Linked DNA regions of Macaca mulatta: region 2 is linked to region 1. A link is a contact called in public Hi-C data. All regions are on one chromosome and are shown on one strand. Each heading gives the region's core, a stretch centred on a gene start, on an enhancer-like site or on the middle of the called end of the contact. The rest is flanking DNA. Distances are from core to core; before and after follow the strand shown.

What was found. A called contact is a pair of places that touch in the nucleus more often than the background predicts.
Region 2: a Hi-C map of liver shows a contact between it and region 1, with 2.2 times the contacts expected there. The contact joins the promoter of DRAP1 here to the promoter of SART1 in region 1. A contact is called at or near these places in 3 of 14 Hi-C or Micro-C datasets (cortical neurons, fetal cortex germinal zone and liver).

Annotation. Positions count from the first base shown.
Region 1 is chr14:8,455,378-8,462,502 of T2T-MMU8v2.0, reverse strand. It overlaps SART1 (spliceosome associated factor 1, recruiter of U4/U6.U5 tri-snRNP), which reads left to right and starts at 4,019. Exons shown (of 20, transcript XM_015113661.3): 1 at 4,019-4,378; 2 at 6,105-6,162; 3 at 6,572-6,627. The coding sequence starts at 4,066. TSGA10IP (testis specific 10 interacting protein) reads left to right here. Exons shown (of 7, transcript XM_077962379.1): 5 at 1,161-1,260; 6 at 1,446-1,570; 7 at 2,070-2,219. The coding sequence ends at 2,193.
Region 2 is chr14:8,500,396-8,507,520 of T2T-MMU8v2.0, reverse strand. DRAP1 (DR1 associated protein 1) reads left to right here and starts at 4,282. Exons shown (of 7, transcript NM_001194542.1): 1 at 4,282-4,570; 2 at 4,808-4,880; 3 at 4,976-5,069; 4 at 5,371-5,490; 5 at 5,597-5,690; 6 at 5,911-5,999; 7 at 6,366-6,613. The coding sequence starts at 4,529. The coding sequence ends at 6,471. C14H11orf68 (chromosome 14 C11orf68 homolog) reads right to left here and starts at 4,082. Exons shown (of 2, transcript XM_015113663.3): 1 at 3,936-4,082; 2 at 1,834-3,245. The coding sequence starts at 4,057. The coding sequence ends at 2,486.

The sequences.
Region 1 (7,125 bases), core at 2,770-5,269:
AGGTCCCAGCACAGGTCTTGGGGTCTTGTCTGTGTCTCCCCTCCCTTCCTGTCCATGGGTGCTGCCTCCACACCTCAAGGCCTCTCTTAATGTGCTTCACAGATGGATGCCTGGTCCCATGTGGGCTGTGGCCCAAAGGCCCTTCTTGCTGCTAGGGTGCTCTCTTCAGGAGTGGCAGTGACACTCAAGTCTGTCAAGCAGACACATTTATGACAAGTGCACAAACTGGGTTTTGGGTTTTTTGAGACAGGGTCTCCGCTCTGTTGCCCAGGCTGGAGTGCGGTGGCACAATCTCAGCTCTCTGTAGCCTAGACCTCCCAGGCTCAAGCGATCCTCCCACCTTGGCCTCCCAACTAGCTAGGACTACAGGGGCACACCACCACGCCTGGCTGATTTTTGTAGAGACAGGATTTCACCATGTTGCCCAGGCTGGTCTCAAACTCTTGGGCTCAAGTGATCCACCCTCTTTGGCCTTCCAAAGCGCTGGCATGGCAGGTGCGAGCTGCCACGCCTGGCCATGCTGGGTTTTTAGAAATGAAAACTGTGCTTCCCCAGTGGAACCCTGATCTCTCCAGGGTGTGTTTTTTAAATTTGAAATATATATATATTTTTTAGTTTCTCTGTCCCATTTTCCAAGCTGTCTGCTTATAAGAACCAGAGAGAATGCTGGCAAGCTTGTCCGATCCCTGCTATATAGCACAGTGAAATAAACTGAGCCCAGAGCCAAGAGCCCAGAGAGAGGCCTCGCCCAAAGTCACACAACCAACAACCACAGCTCCCCCTCAAGGGGAAGAGGATGGGGAGGGAAGGCTATGTAAGCAGGTGTCTGGAAGCTCAGAAGCTAGCACTGGTCCCTTTCCCGTGGGGGTGGCACAGGAAGATTGGCAAGCCCCAGCTACACAGGGCTCGGCCCCTCACTTCCTAGCTGCACAACTTTGAACAAGTCCCTCAACCCTCCTGAGCCATCAGTAAACTGGGTGAATAATTTCCACCCTGGCTGACTTCACAAGCAATCCAGGCCAGAATGGGAATGAAATAGCTTTGTAAAGGTGAGGGTGAGGACGTGAATATCAAATCTTTAGTGAAGATGAGCCGGCTCAGGAGTGGAGATCAACAGTTGTGTCCATGGTTAGCTGCACAAAGGCCTGTCTCCCCTGCAGGCGCCAGGAGCGACAACGCTTTGCTGAGTACCAAGCGGAGCTGCAAGGCATCCAGCACAGGGTGCAGGCCCGGCCCTTCCTGTTCCAGCAGGCCATGCAGGTGAGGCTGCCCCCTGTGAAGAACTGGCTGAGTGGGTCAGGGAAGCAGGATGCGAGTAGGTCCCTGCAGATAGGATCCCAGGGCTGCTGCCCTCTGGAATCCCTGGGACTCCCTCAGTAAGCAGAGCCCCACCTCGCCCTTGGCAGCCCTGGTGCAGAGCGAGAAGCCCTCTTCTCTCTCCTCAGGCCAATGCCCGGCTCACTGTCACTCGGCGCTTCTCCCAGGTGCTGTCAGCACTGGGGCTGGATGAAGAGCAGCTGCTGTCCGAGGCAGGAAAGGTGGACAGAGAAGGCACCCCCAGGAAACCCAGGTGAGTCTCCCCAGCAGGTCAAGAACTGGCCCTGCCATGCTGCTGTGGGAAGGGCGCCCACACCAGCACTCTGGGCTCTGGAGGGCCTCCCCCAGGACTGGCAGAGAGCCCGAGGAAGGCAAGGCCAGGGTTGTCATTCCTACTTCTCAACGAGGAAACTAAGGACCTGAGGGGCAGGGCCATGTTTAAGGACACAGGAGCGAACAAGCAGCAGAGCCAGTCTGGGACTCTGCAACCACATGAGCAGCCACACACCAAGCTCTCATTAGGGGCTGGCACCACCACGCTGGTCACCCCATGTCTTAGAATAACCTGGTACAGAGCAGGGATTATGAGGCCCACTTGGCAATAAGGAAAGTGAGACTCGAGAAGAGTCACTTTGCTCAGGATCACACAGCAAGCCAGTACAGGAGCAGGGTTTGAAGCCACATTGTCAGTGGTTTCCTTGGGCATGGGGGTGAGAACTGCAGAGCCAGGGGCCTCTATCTGTGTCTTGAAGGAGCCACAGGTCAATGGGGGTGAGAATGGAGCACTCTCCTCAGAGGCCCCCAAGGACAGAACCCACCGGCAGCCAGCCTGACAGGCACTACAAGCCCAGCCTGGACCCGGAGTGCAGTTTCTGAGATAAAATTAAAGGCTTTATGGTAAACACAGTGTGGGATTTCTGCTGGTGGGGGTGGTGGAGGCTACGGGTTGGAAGTGGGAGGTGGCAGGTGGGCGGGCAGCTCTGTCCCCGCACTCCCTCCCCTCCAGGAGCTCTGGCTCTTTTGGTTCCCTCCACCCAGCACACACAGCCCCTTCTCTGCTCCTGAGGAGTGGGGACATCTCAAAGAGCAAGAGCTGTAACTTCTCCACCCCATCTTCAATGTATATGTTGGGTCCTATAAATTCAAGCGTCAATAAGACGGAATGACTCCTGCCTCTGAGGATGCCCAGTGAGTGGGAGAGGGCGTGGGCCCTTAAACGGGTGCATACATATCCCAACCCACGCTCACATCCCAACACACGCTTATATCCTAACACATACTCATATCCCAACACACGCTCACATCCTAACACATGTTGAGTTGTGCAAGGCAGGGAGCCACAGACTGAGCAACCCTTGGGTGAGGGGAGGGGTTTCAGGACCGATTGGGATTGTGCGCACTGGGCTTTTTTTTTTTTTTTTTTTTTTTTTTTGAGACGGAGTCTCGCTCTGCTGCCCAGGCTGGAGTGCAGTGGCGTGATCTCGGCTCACTGCAAGCTCCGCCTCCCGGGTTCACACCATTCTCCTGCCTCAGCCTCCTGAGTACCTGGGACTACAGGCGCGCGCCACCACACCCAGCTAATTTTTGTATTTTTAGTAGAGACGGGGTTTTACCATATTGGCCAGGATGGTCTCGATCTCTTGACCTTGTGATTCGCCTGCCTCGGCCTCCCAAAGTGCTAGGATTACAGGCGTGAGCCACCGCGCCCGGCCTGCACTGGGGTTTTAAGTCCCAGTAGTTTTTTTTAGGGCTCCTCTCCTCAAGAAAAAAACTCATACACACAGATGTGCCACATTTTGCATTCAATTTCAGGGGTTCCAAGGATACACTGACGCTCATGTGGCGCTCCTTCAGTCTTAACAGTTCACGGGGCGCGGGTTTAAAAAATCCAATCCAGGGCTGGGCGCAGGGGCGCATGCCTGTAATCTCAGCATTTCGGGAGGCCAAGGCGGGTGGATAGCCTGGCTTCAGGAGTTCGAGACACCCCCCGCCCATCTACAAAAAAATACAAAAATTAAAGGGGCGTGGTAGCGTTCATTCGTAGTAGTCCCAGCTAGTGGGAAGGCTGAGGGGGTAGGATCACTTGAGCGCGGGAGGTCGAGGCTGCAGTGCGCCGTGATCGCGCCACTGCACTCCAGCCTGAGCAACAGAGTGAGATCCTATCTCAAGGGAAAAAAACAAAACAAAAAAACCAGGGAACGTGGGAAGGAAGCGTTCCCTAACGATACTAGTTATAGCGGGTCGGAAACTGGGCTATGGAATTTGAGATAACGGGAAAACAACACCCGTTGAAGCCACGACCCTAGGAGTCCACTAAGCGAGCGCCCATTGTAGGAGGGAGGTGTCTACGGAAAGGCCGTGAGGTAGTGAACACCCCGTTGTCGGTGAAGTGCAAGCGCAGGGATGCCGGGGAGGAACTTCCAGCCACGAAGACACTGGCTTAATGCCCTCTAAGTCCTTCCAGTTCTGGGATCCCATCTCCGGGTTAATTCCGCTTCCCTTGAGTAGCGAATGCACAACGGGACCACTGGCTCAAAGAACCCACCCGACCCGCGACGGCGCGAATGTGCAGTGGAGCAGTGATCCCGGTCTTCCCATGAGCCTCTGGGGCCGGCTCCAGGGCGAGCGACGGAAGCAGCCGCTCTTAGTTTCCGGCAACACGACAGCGGCTGCCGAGCGACCCGGAAGTATTCCCATTTTGCGTTGTCTGGGCTCGGCGGTAGCCGGGCTTGGAGTGGACGTGCCACTATGGGGTCGTCCAAGAAGCACCGCGGAGAGAAGGAGGCGACCGGGACGACGGCGGCGGCCGGCACCGGGGGCGCCACCGAGCAGCCGCCGCGGCACCGGGAACACAAAAAACACAAGCACCGGAGTGGCGGCAGTGGCGGTAGCGGTGGCGAACGACGGAAGCGGAGCCGGGAACGTGGGGGCGAGCGCGGGAGCGGGCGGCGCGGGGCCGAAGCTGAGGCCCGGAGCAGCACGCACGGGCGGGAGCGCAGCCAGGCAGAGCCCTCGGAGCGGCGTGTGAAGCGGGAGAAACGCGATGACGGCTATGAGGCCGGTGAGGAGGCGGGGCCTGCGCAGGGGGCGGGTCGGGCAGGGGTCCCAGAACGTGCGGGTCTGGGTGTGCGCACAGTGTCAGCAAAGCTCTCCGGATCGGGAAACCCCCAGACTGTCTATATCAACTCTTATTAAATAGTCTTTCTACGGGATCCCATGAGCCCAGGAGTTAGAGGCTGCAGTGTGCTGCGATCCCGCCAGTGCACTGCAGCCTGGGCAACAAAGCGAGACTCTGTCTCAAAAAAGCTTTTCTACGATTGTTTGGGATTAGAGGTAGACTGTCTCCACCTGGCTCCTTGAGGATAGAGAGCTTCCGTTTTTCTCAGTTGTCTGGTACAGTCACAGATTCTCAATAAATGTGTTGAATGAATGAATGAAGTAGTGTCAGCATATGCAGAGACAAGAAAAACCTGGTATTTGACGAATCGTATTGGACGAATCGTGTAGGGCTCCTGGTAGAGAAATGAAGGAGTAAGATAGGCAGGGATGTGAACGCAAAGGATCCTGTACTGTAGGCTCTGTTAAGAAATGTAGATTGTCTTGACAAGGTAGTAGGGAGCCTTGGCTGTGAGTTGAGGAGTGAGTTGCTCAGATCCGTATTTTGTAAACATTACTGGATTGAGAACTTAGTCAAAGGTAGTCAGGATTGGAGACCAGGAAATCAGGAGGGCTACAGACCAGGTGAGGGCTGATGGTGGCCTGCACCAAGGCAGCAGCAGTGGAGTGGAGAGAAGTGGACAGGTTGGAGAGGTGTTTTAGAGGAGGAATGAACAGAACTCAGTACTTGTATGAGGGTGGGAAGGAGAAGGAATTGAGGATGACTCCTTGAATTTTGGCTTGAGCAGCCAGATAGGTAGTGGGTGTCATTTCTACTGAAATTGAGGAGTAGGGAAGAGAAGGAGATTTGGAGCAGGGTGGGGGAAGATAATTCACTTTTGGGGTTGTCAAGGTTTATGTGCATAGGGAAATCCAGAGTTTGGACTGGATAAAGCCATTGGGAGTCAGTATCTGGGTGGCCAGTGAAGCCCGCGAAAGAATGCGACATGAGAAGCCGGGGTCAGGAATAGAACCTGAGAAATGCCCTTATGTTAGTAGTAGGCAGAGAAAGATGTTACCAAAAAAAGGAGATAGAGTAACCAAAGAGGCAGGAAAACCTTTGTGTCATGGGAACTTTGGAAATAGAGTATTGTTAGAAGGAGGGAGTGATCAGCAGTCCCATATACCACAGGAGATCAAGGAAAACCAGAACTGAAAAGAACCCGTTAGATTAGAAATGAAGGAGACTGGTGACTTTGGGGAGCCTGGAGAGATTGGGATCCAGGGCCCAGGTGGAGAGTGGAGCCTTTAAGATACAGGATGGGAATGCAGGAAAGGAAGAGGTGTTTTTTTTTTTTTTTTGAGACAAAGTCTTGCTCCATCTCTTTAAGAGACCTTGTCTCTTAAAAAAAAAAAATGAAAGAAAAAAGGAGAGGGCAGAATGGTGACTGTAGCAGTTTGGATCTCTTGGGTCAGGATAGGAAGGTGCGCAGAAGAGGCAGGGCTCTGAGACTGGACTCGGGCAGAGGAGCTGCTGGGGAGCTTGGGTGGAAGAAGCTGCTGTTTTCTGGTGTTTCATCAGGCCCAGGTGCTGGTGAGGGGCCCTCATCTTTGATCCTGCAGTTGGAGGCACTGATGCTGGCTTGTTGGCCCTATGTTCAGCTCCTGAGCCATGCTTCTTCTTCTTCCAGCTGCCAGCTCCAAAACTAGCTCAGGCGATGCCTCCTCACTCAGCATTGAGGAGACCAAGTGAGTACTGTCTCCCTTGTTTCCACTTTGTTTTTCTAAGATAGGTGGCTCTGGGGCCAGCCCTGGGGAGGCTTTCTCACATGAAAGTGTGCTAATTGGAGTTGGAAAGGTTGTATAGATCATTTTAGCCAACAGTAGAGTTATAGAAGAGGAAACTAATACCTAAGAGTAAAGTGGCATTCACCGGTTAGATGCAGACCAGGCTGGCGCCCATGTTTCCTGCTTTGGAGGCCAGGGCCCTTCCCAGTGTCCTAGGCTTCCTGGGGCAGACCGTGTGTTTGGGACCGCTCACTCCCACCCTGTTTCTTCTCCTGTCTGTTTGGAAATGCACATGGCACCCTGTGTCTTTGATAGCCCGTAACACTTGTATCCTTTGATAGCCCCTAACACTTGTATCTCTTGTTCTCAGTAAACTCCGGGCAAAGTTGGGGCTGAAACCCTTGGAGGTCAATGCCATCAAGAAGGGTGAGCATGGGGCTGAGGATGGGGTTTGGGGGAGAGGGCCATCTGAAGGGGTCTTTGAAGAAGGTGGGATTAGAGGGCAGGTTCAGCACGGTTTAGTGGTCTTACACATGCATATTTGCCGGAAGGCACGAGGTCCCTTCTTGCTGTTCTAATGTGGACCTGGGGCTCTGCTTGTTTTCTGAGTTAGAGCCGTGGCCTTCGCATACTCACTCTGGCTGTGAGGTGTTGTTAGATGGACTGGAAGATGTGCACGCTTGCTGCAAACTGGGCTGTGCGGGGGTGGGTCTGTTGTTTTTCTTTAAAGCACAATTTGAGGAGCTTTGGAAGCCACAGAGGGTCCTGTCGTGCTGCATGGGTTGGCCAGGAGTGTGGGGACGAAGTGGGAGCAGGGAGGTGAAGGATTGTTCCTTCCTGTCCTGACCCCTTCTGGCCCCCTGAGCTGGAAGGGGGCAGGGTGAGTGGCTCCCTCCTCTCCCCACCAGCCATGGGCGGGCATAG
Region 2 (7,125 bases), core at 3,033-5,532, 45 kb before region 1:
AGTGGAGACGGGATGAGGCAGACGGGTCCAGCAGGGGCTGGAGTCGCCAATTACCTCATTCATTCATATAATAACTTATGGAGTCATTGTTCTGGCCTAGCACTGTGGTAGGCTCTGGGGACAGGGCTGAGATCTAGCCACTGTTCCTGCCTTCACAGAGCACAGTATGGGCATGGGGCTTAGGGGCCAGCAGGAGACGGACATCCATCAAGCCATTACACAAGTCACCACACACTCCGGCCATCAGGGCTGCAAGGCAGGTGCTCAAGCAGAAGGAACAGCCCGAGGCCCAGGGTTGTGCGACAGTGGGTGAAGGAAGTAACAGACGGCTCCAGCAGAGTGAGCATGGGCAGAAAGGGGTGCCCCAGGGAAGCGGGGACAGTCGATGGGCACCAGGTCACGGCCAGTGCAGGAGAGCGGACTCTATCCTGCAGACTGTGGGGAGCCATGGAAGGGCTTTTGGCAGAAGGACATGGCCACTCTGCGGGAGGGATCTGTTGACCTGGCTGTGGAGAATGGAGGAGGGACAAGAGGACAGTGGAAGTGGCTTGGGAGACAGTGGGTTGTGGGGTGGGGCAGGGCACAGCGATGGAGAGGGACTGTGTGTGTGACACACTCAGCTATGAAAGAAGCCAGTGCCATTGACCCCACCTGGGCATCTCTGCGGGACCCATGAGGTGCCTTGGCCCACTTTGGTGGAGTGCAAAGCCCTGGCGGGCCAAGGGAGGCAGAGCACCAGGCTCCAACTTGGAGACCACCCAGCTCTGGGGACTTCCCAAGGCTGGGCAGAGGGGGACTCAGCCCTGGGGAAGCTCAGGGTGGGGAGGAAGCTGGAGAGAGGACTGAGCCAGCATCTCATGACTCAGCCACTTCCACCCAGTCAGCCTGGTGGCATCTCCGCTCCCCTGCTCTAAATTCCGATTTGGTGAGACTGCTGGGGGCTGAGTCAGTCTCGGCACGGCACGAGAGCTGTGTCCCAAGGGGCTCCCTGCCAGACACACTGGCCTCCAATCCAGGCCAGGGCCAGGCACTGGGCTGGAGAGATGGAGGCGTGCGGGAGCCAGGCTCCGAGGCTACAGCAAGTCCCAGCAGAGCAGGGCGGCCTAGTGAGATCACATAAGTGAACATGCTTCGTGAGTTATGAAAACCTGTTTTCCTCGGTGGGCTCAGGGACCTCATTGCCTGAGGAAGGGACTGGGATGCAAGTCCTAGCTCTGCCCACCTCATCGCATGACACTGAGAAAACTCCTTTCCCTTCTTGGCTTCAATTACCTTGACCGCAGAATGGGGCCAACATCTCCTGAAGAGGTTGTGAGATTTAAATTTAATACATATGAAAGCGCTTTGCAAACTGTCCAGTGGGCCCTATGAAGGTCAGGATGGTAGAAGAGGACAGTATGAATGGCGGGGCTTCCAGAGAGACTACCTAGGGTTGCGCAGGTTTTTCACTGCACAAGGATGTCCAGCCTAGGGTGCCGAAATCCAGCCCATCCCATCCTCTGCTCCCCAAACCACGTACCCTGGCCTAGGACTGCCTGGGCTTGGTACCTTCCTCTAATATGCACAAATGTACCTTGAGGGCTAGCAGTGGCCCCTTAGACGTTCCTGGAGGGATCAACCCCTGGAATTATGGGAAATCTCTGAGAAACTGATTTGGGATGGAGGGGAAGTGGGGCTGGTTTTGCAGAGGTTCTTAGAGACAGGGCCTAGCCTCAGCAGTGAGGCACAACTTATTGCTAGGGGCAGCTATGGGGGCCTGGCCGGGTCAACGGGGTAGTCTCTCCTGGCCTTGCCTCTCCCTAGCAACCAAAGCAGGTAACCACCAAGACAGTATTTTAAAACCACTCAAGACACAGACCCAAGCCGGGTTTTATTGAAATGCCAGGAGCAGGCACATGTCAAAGTAGCCAAGGAAGGGGGGATGGTGGGACAGGCTGTGTGAGCTGGCAGGGATGCGCAGGCCTCATGTCCATGGTCCTGGCATCCCCTCTGCCAAAGGACAAGTAGGCACAACCACCCTCCCCCCAAAATGGCATGCTCAGGCCAGTGGGGCTCCTACCCCTAGACCATGAAGGCTCCAAGGAGAGGGGCTGGAAGTACTAAGTTTTCTCCCTTGTGAGGGGGAAGGAAAGAAGGGGAGATGCAGGAGGAAGGGGAGGTATAGCAGGGGATGAGCGTCCCAAGGAAGTCTCTCCTCTTAGGTGTCTGCACCCAACCCACGGTCCTGGGCAGTGGAGAGGAGCAGCATTACAAAGGGAGGCTGAAGGCTCATCCCTCAGACAACCGGATTCCCCCAGCCTGTGGGGCTTGCATCAGCCCTGAACAGAGGGCAGAAGTTCAAGGGGACTGAAGATGCAGGTAGTTCCCAAGTGACCTAGTAGTCCCCAGAGTTGGGGGGCTTGTCCTTCATGGGACAAGGAGGAAGACAGGAGGATCCATCCCCAGCATGGAGTGGGGAGAGGGCAGTCTCCCCAGTTTGGCCCCTCTAGGTCAGTTCCACGTTGTTGGCACGGTCAAGCACTCGGGAGCCACGGGCACTGCCCCCAAGCTGGAAACGACTCTCATAGAGAGTGGGGCAGAGGTGCCAGCGGTTGGCCCGGTAGATGCCCAGGTAGGTGTAGACATCAGGCTTGTAGGTGAGCAGGCACTTAATACCTGCTGCACGGATGGCTGAATCTGCCTCCAGTACACCCAAGCGGTCCGTGAAGTCGTCCGTGTAAACACAGATGACCTGGCGCCCACCCTCCTTGGCCCGTGGGCTCACCTTGGCCACCTGAAGCCGGCCTTCAACCACAGCCCGGGCAATGCCAGCCCAGGCATGGTCCAGCTTAAAGCCTGGTGCCAGATGCATAAGCCACTTGCCTGAGAGCACGTGGTGGGTGATGGCGAGCTGGCGCAGGGTGCCCGGTGTGATGGGCCGCCCACTGGTCTGCAGAGCTTCCCAGGCTGCCTGCAGGCCCTGCACATCCCCGGAGTTGGGGCTGTAGCCCTGCCCATACACTGCAATCCAGCCCACAGGCTCTGAGTTGGGTGAACCGGGGTCCCCATAGCGGGTAACTTGGGATGGTGGGTACTTGGCCAGCCAGGCATCCAGCTCAGTGGCAGGTGTCGTGTGGGCATCAAACACTAGCCAGGGGTCCATGTCAGCTGCCATAGCCTCTGCAGCCAGGTGCTCAGCAGTGAAGCCATCCTCACGGCCACCTGGAGAGTCCTCCTCTTCCAGCTCCTCACCTGGTTCCATCCTGCTGTGAGGGAACCGAGTCAGGGCAGGGTCTGAGACAATAACTACAGGTGCCAGGCACTGGATTAAACTGTGGCCTTGGGTAAGAGTTATTGTCGATGCGCCTCAGTTGCCTCATCTTTACAATGGGATAACAACTGTTCCTGTCCTGTAGATCCGCTGTGAAAATTAGATGCCTGAGGAGTGAGCGCTCCAGAAGGGTTGCTGCAGTTATTACTATTCTCCTTGACTTACAGACAAGGAAACTGAGGCTCAGAGAGAAAGGACTTGCCCAAGGTCACCTGTAGTGCGTGGCAGGGCCAAAGGGTGAATCCAGGCGTGGGAGCAACCGGCCCCAGCTACACCTCCCGGCCCTGACAAGGCCCCCTTTTCCTGGCAGGTATCCGGAGCGCTGGCATTTAATAGAGGAAGGCAAAGAAGCGCACGTTCGCGCAGCTCCCAAGGCCGGCTCTGTAGGGCCAGGCCTCCCGAGAAGGCGTTATCGGGCCCACTTAAAGACGAGGACACTGAGGTCCAGAAAGGGCACAGGCCGTTCCGAAGCCAATGGGGCGGTGCCCGGAGTCGAACCTGGGCTTGCTAGAGCCTGCAGGAGCGCCAGGCTCCGGCCGTGCCGCGCCCGCCGCCATTAACGCCCACGGCCCGAGCGGTGCTCCCGCCCCGGCCCTGCCCTGCCCCTCCCGCCGCCCGCAGTCACCTCCGGCCTTCGCTGCGTTCGACGCCGGCCCAGCCCCGGGCCCGGTTCCGCTCCTGCCGGGGCTCCGTGCCACCGCCGCCGCGCCCCACCCCCGCCACGGCCGCCGCCGCCGCCGCCGCCATCTTAGCGCCGTGCCACCTCAACAACAACTTTATAGACAAGCGCAGCCACGGGGCGGAGCCGCCAGCCTCAGCGGCCGCAGCGGCCGCGCTGTGGGGCGGGGCCGGCAGGGGAAGGGGCGGGGCCGACGGGGAGGTGCTGACTCGGGGGGCGGGGCCATCGCGGGAACCCCGGGAGGGGCGGGCCGTGGGGGGCGGGGCCAACGTTCGCTCTTCTGGTCTTGGGGGCGGGCGGGAGCAGCGGTACAGACCGGGGAGGGATGCGCACGGCCCGGGAGGCTCCAAGAGGAGGGCACTAGGGCCCTGTGAGCGGCGTCTTAACCGGCGGCGCTAGGACTCCACGGGAAGCGGCGGGGGCGGAGCGGGCGGCACCAGGACCCGGGGGAACCGAGGCGGGCGGGCAGCGAGCAGGCCCGGGAGCCGGGAGGCTGCGGGCGGCGGCGCTGGACCCGACGCGGCGAGAGAGGCCCCGAGATGCCGAGCAAGAAGAAGAAGTACAACGCGCGGTTCCCGCCGGTGAGCACATGGCAGAGCCCGGCAGGGAGTGGGCCCGGCTCCCGGGAGGCTTGGGCCCAGTTCCCTCTGGAAAGGCAGGCGCGCCGCGGTGTTCGGGGGCCTGGACGCCCCGCCTCCTCCGTGCCCTCCCCGCGTCCGCGTCCTCCGCCCCCTTTCTCCGGGGATGCCCCTTCCTCCCCCGGCACCCCTTTAGGGGACGGAGGCGACGGGGTCTGAACTCTGCTCCCCCACCCGAAGGCGCGGATCAAGAAGATCATGCAGACGGACGAAGAGATTGGGAAGGTGGCGGCGGCGGTGCCTGTCATCATCTGTATCCTGCCGGGGGCGGGCCGGGTCGAGGGGCGTCGGGGAGGGAGGCAGCGGGTCGCCCTCCCCCGCCCTGGCGTTCTCCTTGACGCCCCTCAGCCCGGGCGCTTGAGCTCTTCCTAGAGTCGCTGTTGAAGAAGGCCTGCCAGGTGACCCAGTCCCGGAACGCCAAGACCATGACCACATCCCACCTGTGAGCGGCGAGGAGCAGGGAGGGGCCGGCGGGGCTGGCGCGGGGAGTTCACACACTGAGGGAGGCAGAGCTTGGATGGCGAGGGAGGTGGGCGGCGGCCGGGACACCAGCAAGGCCACAGACTGGCAGAGGAGGGGCTGGGCGTCCAGGCAGAGGGAGCCACTTAAGTAAAGGAGTGCAGGCCCGGGGGCGGAGATCAGCCCGAGCTCCAGTCTGACATCCGGAGCCCCTTGCTGCCACCCACTGAGGGTTTGGGTGTCTGGGCCCGTCTTGAGTGCCAGCCCCTCCTCACCTCTTCCAGGAAGCAGTGCATCGAGCTGGAGCAGCAGTTTGACTTCTTGAAGGACTTGGTGGCATCTGTTCCCGACATGCAGGGGGACGGGGAGGACAACCACATGGATGGGGACAAGGGCGCCCGCAGGTGGGGCCAGGGCCTGGCATACAGTGGGGAAGGCCAAGGCCACAGGGCTTGGGGGTGGCCAAGGAGTAGGGAGACCTCCGGGCAGATGGACTGTACCTTCCCAAAGGGGCCGGAAACCAGGCAGCGGCGGCCGGAAGAACGGTGGAATGGGAACGAAAAGCAAGGACAAGAAGCTGTCCGGGACAGACTCAGAGCAGGAGGTGAGTGAGGCCCCAGCTCTTCGCCCTGCCCTTGATGATGGGACAGACAGCCTCGCCCCAAGCTGAACTGGCAGGAGGCCAGCGCTCATCCTTTTCTGCGACCTCTTTGCACCCGGTTTATTTGTAAACTGGGGCTGTGAGGGTCTACTGCTGTCCCTGCCACTCCCAGTGATGGGCTCGTGTCTTTTCTTGTCAACTCTGACCTCTGTGGTGCTCACAGGATGAATCTGAGGACACAGATACTGATGGGGAAGAGGAGACATCACAACCCCCACCCCAGGCCAGCCACCCCCCTGCCCACTTTCAGAGGTGAGCAGCCCAGGGGCATGGAAGGGTGCTGGCAGACTCCCTAGAGCCAGTTTACCCTTCCTGGTCTCCCTGGCCCCTTGGTCTTGTTGATTGTGGCATATTTGGGGGGTGGGAGGAGAATAACTGAGGAGACTGAGGAGGGCTCGAAGGCAGGAGACTGTTCTCCTGAAAGATCCTGCTCCACCCTGCCAGGGCCCGTGGGTGGGCCCTGGGCCTGCCCTGCATGAGCTGCCCTGGGCCTTGGCCCCATGGATCTGGAGGGTGGTGGTGGGAGGGTCAGGTGAGGGAGGGAGGGGCTTGGCAGCTGCCCCCGTGGAGGGCATGGTGGGGCTTAGGCCTGACTCCCCACTGCCTTCTGCTCTGCAGCCCCCCGACGCCCTTCCTGCCCTTCGCCTCTACTCTGCCTTTGCCCCCAGCGCCCCCGGGCCCCTCAGCACCTGATGAAGAGGACGAAGAGGATTATGACTCCTAGCGCCTTCTGCCCCCCAGGCCATAGCCCCTTTTAGTTGGTTTTAGTTGCTCTGGGGGGAAGATAGAAGGTAGAGCTGTTCTTAAATTTATTAAAAAAAATAATAAAAGGGAATCTCAGTGTCTGTTCCAGGCTCTGTGCAGGACATCATGGTTGCCATCCCATCCACCCACCTGCCTTCCCCACATGAAACTGGGAGCTGGGGCCGGGCGCGGTGGCTCACTCCTGTAATGCCAACACTTTGGGAGGCTGAGGTGGGCGTATCCCCTGAGGTCAAGAGTTCAAGACCAGCTTGGCCAACATGGTGAAACCCCGTCTCTACAAAAAATAGAAAAATTAGCTGGGCGTGGTGGTGTGCTCCTGTAATCCCAGCTGCTAGGGAGGCTGAGGCAGGAGAGTCGCTTGAACCTGGGAGGTGGAGGTTGCAGTGAGCTGAGATCACACCACCGCACTCCAACCTGGGTGATGGAGTGAGACTCCATCTCAAAAAAAAAACTGGGAGCTGGGGCCGTGTCAATGGCAGGTGAGGTGCAGTGAGGGGAGAGAGGGATCATCTGGGGAGGCTGGAGGCCCTGGCTCTGCTGAGCACGCCAGGGCTGCCTACAGAAGGGAGGTGGGAGAGCTCGCAAGTGCTGGGCACGTGGGGGACACCTGCCC